2 separate regions of the Mus musculus genome follow, and region 1 is linked to region 2. Evidence: chromatin contacts called from public HiChIP or PLAC-seq data. All regions are on one chromosome and are shown on one strand. The core of a region is the stretch at or near the end of the contact, and the rest is flanking DNA. Distances in the headings are between cores, read along the strand shown. Region 1 has its middle 22 kb from the start of Gm35592. Region 2 overlaps Flt1 (FMS-like tyrosine kinase 1).

Region 1 (2,876 bases), core at 161-2,660, 200 kb after region 2:
GTTCCTGCCTTGATGACAATGGACTGAACCTCTGAACCTGTAATCCAGCCTCAATTACATATTGTCTTTATAAGACTTGCTTTGGTCATGGTGTCTGTTCACATCAGTAAAACCACAAGTCAGCCACCTTGTTACAGTTTTTCTGCAAAGGGTTTACTGTCTGAGAATTGTTGGAAATGAGTCTGTTGAGGACAAAGACTGTGTCTGCATCCAGGTTGTCCATCCTCATTCATGCCAGATGAAATGGGAGACACGGGAGAAGCCCTTTCCCAAGCACCCCAGTGTCTGGTGGAACTTATGTCTAAGTTCTCTCAATGGTAGCAGGAAGAACCTCTTTCCCTTGCTTGGGAGACTAAGGGATGAGGAGTCCAAGGTTGTTTGTCCTGATACCCACAGACAGACACACAGACACAAATCCTGGAGGACCTGCCTAGCACAGGTGCATTGGTTTTGTGAGAGAGACCTGATGAAAGATGCCGACAGGTTTCTGTTCAGAACTTATGAGGAAATTTTAGAACGTGTCAGCAAGGCATTATACCAGCACATGCTCTTCTGATTAGGGGGCTCTGGACCCTTTGTCTTCCTGGACAGACAGACAGCTTTTGTGAACACTGGAACATTCTCTTCCCCACCCATCTCGGAGCTCTGCAACACATCTCTTCCTAGGCTCCAGATCCATCTGCTGTCTGTCTGTCTGTCTGTCTGTCTGTCTGTCTCCCCCACCTCTTTCTCTCTGTCTTCCCCATTCTCTCCTCTCTTTCTTTTTCTCCCACTCTCCCTCACTCCCTCCTTCCCCCTCCCCCTTTTCTCTCCTTCTCTCCCCCTTCTCCCTGTCTCTCCCTTCCTGACTCCAACTCTTGTAAGACCTGTAGCCTAGCCAACCTCTGGCTTCAAACCCCAGGCTTATTTCAAAGCTAATTCTAGCCTCCCTATATCTCTTTCAGAAAAATCCCATAAACACTAAGTTTTATCCCATTTGATATAAAAAAGGATGGTGACTCCTCAGTCCTCCCGGGGTCCTGCAGGTATGACACAGTGGCCATGCTCAGAGGATCAAGAAAGATCCAGAAAGACAGTGATGTCCCCAACTCCCCATGGCTGTGCATTTGTCCGGCCATCCTTTCGAGTGGTGGGCAGATCCTCAAATTTCCAAATGTTCTTGTGTGCGTCCTTCATCTCAGTGGGACTGCTGTACAGAGTTCTCTAGCCCCACGGCTACAGCAGGGATCTGAGGATGCACCCAGGGCCCGGGACAAGGAGAAACCACGGCACTGCGTGAATCAGAGCTGTGAGCCTTTCCCCAGCTTGTGCTTGCTCAAGCAGAAGAGGAAATGCTCTACACATCTCTCTACCACCCCCCTCCCCTTTATAGAAACCACTTTGAGATAGTTCTCATCTAGCAAGTGTATCTAAGTGACTCATAAAAGAGTCTATTCATGGACCTTTCTTCAGAGAACTCAATGAAGTGACTCACACATCTATTTACTAGACTTTATTGGGAATGTTAGGTGAAATCCTTTCCCCTGGGAACAGGAAGTTTTTGATGTTTCTTATCCAGAGGACATGGGGACACGATCACAGCCGGAAGACTGGCTTTCTCAGTAAGGGATGCTAGTAGGGTCCCCAGAGAGAACTTTGTGGAAGCAGGATTCCGAGTCTCTGTTCGAGGCAGTTCTCCATTGCCCAAGGAAGTGCTGATGACCGACTTTTAAGGAGAAAAGATTCCATTAGCACCAACCCATGCTAGCTCTGTTAGCTCTGCTGCCTTGAGAGGCAGACTGTCACAGCAGAGACGAATAGCACTGCAGAGCTCAGAGGCAGAGAGGGGGAGCGAAGTGTCCCACAGTCAAACCCCCCCCCCCACATACCATTTTATTCTCTCCTATTTTGAAACAGGACCTCATTATATAGCCTAGAATATACTGGAACTTACAATCCTCCTGCCTCAGTCTCCCAAGCTCTGAGATTATGGGTGTGTTCACATAGTCACAACCAGCTACATACCCCTCCCCTTGATGACACCCCCCCCCCAGGTTTCTAAAGGCCTTCTACTAGACCCCAATTTTTAACTAGACTGACCTTTAACATATGGGTCTTTGGAGAACATTCTAGATTGAAGCTATAACAGTTTTCAGAAGGCACGTTTGACTATTGTTTCAATGATCAAAAGTAATGGAAGGCAAAAGGTTTAACAGTGTTTCCTTTGTAAATATATTTCCTATGTAATATATTTATAATTTTTGTTTTAAAATTTTACTTTTTATTTTTTTGTGTATTGGTATTTTGCCTACATGCATATAAATATACTACATACACATACATACATACATGTACAATACACGCATACATACATACATGCACACATACACACATACATACATGCACACATACATACACACACATACACACACACAACATACATGCATGCATGCATGCATACATACATACATACATACATACATACACACAACATACATACATGCATATATACATACATACAACATACACACATACATACAGTGACTATGGAGACCAGGAGAGAGCACTGATCCCCTAGAGCAGAAGTTAAGGGCAATTTTGAGCTGCCACATGGATGTTTGGAAATGAACCCAGGACCTCTGCAAGAATAGCAAGTGCTTGTAAACTCTGAGCATCTCTCCGGGGCCCTGTTGTGAATCTTTAGGGAAGAGTGAAAGAAGAAAAGATAGCATCACAGGGCTTAACTTCTGAGCCTTGGGGACTTGGATCTGTCACTTTCTCATCTTTGGGGACACTAAGACATAACCCATCACCAGAAAGCAGGGAAGTGGAGTTAGAGCAGTCCCACTATGAGCTTTGCCCATTGCAAAAGGGCGGGGCATCCACCCACCCACCCA
Region 2 (2,700 bases), core at 47-2,546:
CCGGCCTTGTTAATATAACCGAGAACATGGCCCTCTTCCAATAAAGTTTTATGAACACAGATATTTAAATGTCACCAAACAAAATACTCCTTTCTCTTCTTCCCCACCCCGATGATTCAAAGAGAGCCAGCCATGCTGAGCACAGAGGCTACCTGTCCTCTTCCCACCCTTCTGCAGTGAAAACAGTTTGGGGGGAAGGAAGCACCCCCTCATCCCTCAGGGCTCCAGAAAGGAAGTTGCTTCTAGAGCTGGGGTCTCCCCACCAAGGAGCAGGTTTGGCTGGGGTTCAGCTGCCCAGCCTTGGAGGCTCACATCTCAAAGGTACAAGGTTGAGGGACGCAGAATGCTGTCACTGGGGCAGGCGCTCGACTTATGCACGGTTAGGCGCTATGGGGAACTTGTCTGGTTCACGAGGACTCTTTCTGGCCTCCCAGCCCTCAGTGTCTCCTTCCATTGGCTCCCTTTTTTTCTTCCCCATGCTCCTCCACCTCTGCTTCGTGTTGGGAAACTGAAGACCATTTATTGTACAACTCCTTGGCGCCACTGGCATGACTTGAGCATCCGTTCACACCTACACCCAAGTATTCACCTTGCCACAGGGGAAGAGAGACCAGCAAGGGCATACTGGGGGTTCAACAGTTTATAGCCCAGCCATGTTCCTGTTACCTGTCTTGAGAGCTGATCAGAAAGGAGGGGCCTCTCTGATTATTTCCTATGTTACAACCACCCTGTGTGGTTGCTGGGAAGCTGCAGGGGGTGTGTAGCCTCTTAAACCTTTACCATCTCACGTTCAACTCCCCCAGTCATCCTGAGAGAAAAGGCCCTCCATTTGACCCAGAAGATCTAAAATGGAGTGTCTTTCTAACGATGAAGGACTGGGGCGGGGTGAGGGAGGGAGCCTTGTGAGTAGAGAGCTCCCCTCTCAGCAAGACAGATGGCGCAGATGGCGCAGGCCTCCTCCGTCTCCTTTACCTCCTTGCTTCGTGCAGGCTCCCAGGAGGTTAACCACATTCAGATGATGGCCGATGTGGGTCAAGATCTTGAGTTCGGTCATCAGAGCTTTGTACTCACTGGCTGTGGCCCCCTCTGTGTGAGAAGCAAGGAAAAGTCAGGGCTCTGGGACAATGGGGCTGCTTCCGCACTGCCCTGCACTGGAGGCCGCATGCCTGCAACCCTTGTTTGTCCTTGCTTCATTAACTTCCCCACATTCTGCGAAAGGCCAAGTCACCAGCCAGACTGTTTTTATTCCTCCCACCCCGCCTGAGCCAACATCCTTTGCACTGCACTGAGGCCCGCCGTGTGGATGGGGTTAGTCACCGGACGTTTCCTTCTGGTGGACCCGGCTGTGCTGACAATGTGCTGACTCAGAACTGGCACCTCACGTCCTCGGCTTTCCAGAAGCCTCCCTTCTAGCAAAAACAGGTGAGGCAAGAGCCCTGCAGGCAGGGGGCCCACCCACACCTTCCCTCCCAGTCTCCTTTCAGGGAGTCACCAGGAAGGAAAGAGGTTGGGGGCCTCTACGATATCAAGCTAACTGCGTATGTAACACCTTGGAACTGTGTTATTTTCTCTGTAGCCACCTTCACGCCTGGAATGCAAGGGTTATCTCAGGCAACAAGGATTTGTGTTTTCCGGCTCTTTTTTTTTTTTTTTTTTTTTTTTTTAATGTGTATAGCCTTGTGCTGGCACCATGTGTGTGGAGACCAGAAAAGGGCACCAGCCAGGACCCTCAGCACTGGAGTTACACATGGTTGAGCCACCATGTAGGCATTGGGAATGGAACCTGGGTCCTTTACAAGACAGCAAGTGTCCTTAACCTCCCCCCACCCCCTTTAACTTCACTCTTGGAGATGATCTGTGTCAGTCCAGGAACCAACAGTCTAGATTCTAGACTGAGTCCCGCCTGCTCTTTTTCCTATCATTCATTTTTGAGGTATTCATAATCTTAGTTGTTTTTTTTTTTTTTTTAAAGATACTAAAAAGTGTTTCTGTAAAATATTCCAACAGTATGAATATGGAGATCAGTGAAGGGGCGTGTGTGCACGCATGTATATGCTCACCCGTGCATGTGTATGTGTACATGTCTGCAGTGGGAGAGCCCAGCTCTAGCGTGTGCAAAGCTTTTCAGCACCGGAAAAGACAAATAATAAGAGATCGAAAGTCAACGTAAGGAGTCTGAGGTGCTAGAGTAAAAAGTGCAAGCCACTCTAATCTGCTTCCTTGAAGCAGTCACGGTCAACAAGGTGAGCTTCAGACCCTTCCATATGTACTTAAAAATACCCACCGAGGGCTAGCTCAGTGGCTCAGTGAGGAAGGAGCTTGCTGCTAAGGCTTGAGTTCGAGCCCCAGAACCCATGTGTGGAAGAAAAGGACTGACTCTTGCAAATGATCCTCTGACTTTCCTCTCTCTCTCTCTCTCTCTCTCTCTCTCTCTCTCACGCACGCACGCACGCACACACACACGCAGACGCTCACACACATTGATTCACCCCCCCCTTTTAATATCAGATTCTTCTCATCCTGCTTTATTTATTTTTCTTTTATGTGAGTGCTGAGAATTCAACTCGCCTCAAGGACAAGGACAAGAAGGGCTTGTCTCCTCTTAGTCATCTCTCCAGCCCTCTTTTCATTCCTTTTAATGGACGGATGCGTTTCTTCTGACATGTATAGTCTTCAGTTGGGTGTCCGTCTGTCTGTCTG

Evidence for each region. HiChIP or PLAC-seq counts read pairs in DNA pulled down with a chosen protein or histone mark.
Region 1: an HNF4G HiChIP or PLAC-seq map of pancreatic cancer cells shows a contact between it and region 2. The contact joins two enhancer-like sites. A contact is called at or near these places in 1 of 15 datasets of contacts at CTCF or cohesin (the NIH/3T3 cell line), 2 of 484 Hi-C or Micro-C datasets (bone marrow-derived macrophages and nephron progenitors) and 2 of 115 datasets of contacts at active chromatin or transcription factors (pancreatic cancer cells and trophoblast stem cells).

What each region holds. Positions count from the first base shown.
Region 1 is chr5:147,785,676-147,788,551 of GRCm38.p6, forward strand. No RefSeq gene overlaps it. Among named protein-coding and RNA genes, the nearest start is that of Gm35592, 22 kb to the left of the region's middle. Within about 2 kb of position 1,411, at least 52 of the 459 cell types and tissues checked have an H3K27ac peak or open chromatin away from gene starts, as enhancers often do. A contact at or near this core is called in pancreatic cancer cells and trophoblast stem cells, where this site is marked.
Region 2 is chr5:147,588,790-147,591,489 of GRCm38.p6, forward strand. It overlaps Flt1 (FMS-like tyrosine kinase 1), which reads right to left. Exons shown (of 30, transcript NM_010228.4): 19 at 973-1,086. Among named protein-coding and RNA genes, the nearest start is that of Gm35383, 70 kb to the right of the region's middle. Within about 2 kb of position 1,297, at least 60 of the 459 cell types and tissues checked have an H3K27ac peak or open chromatin away from gene starts, as enhancers often do. A contact at or near this core is called in pancreatic cancer cells and trophoblast stem cells, where this site is marked.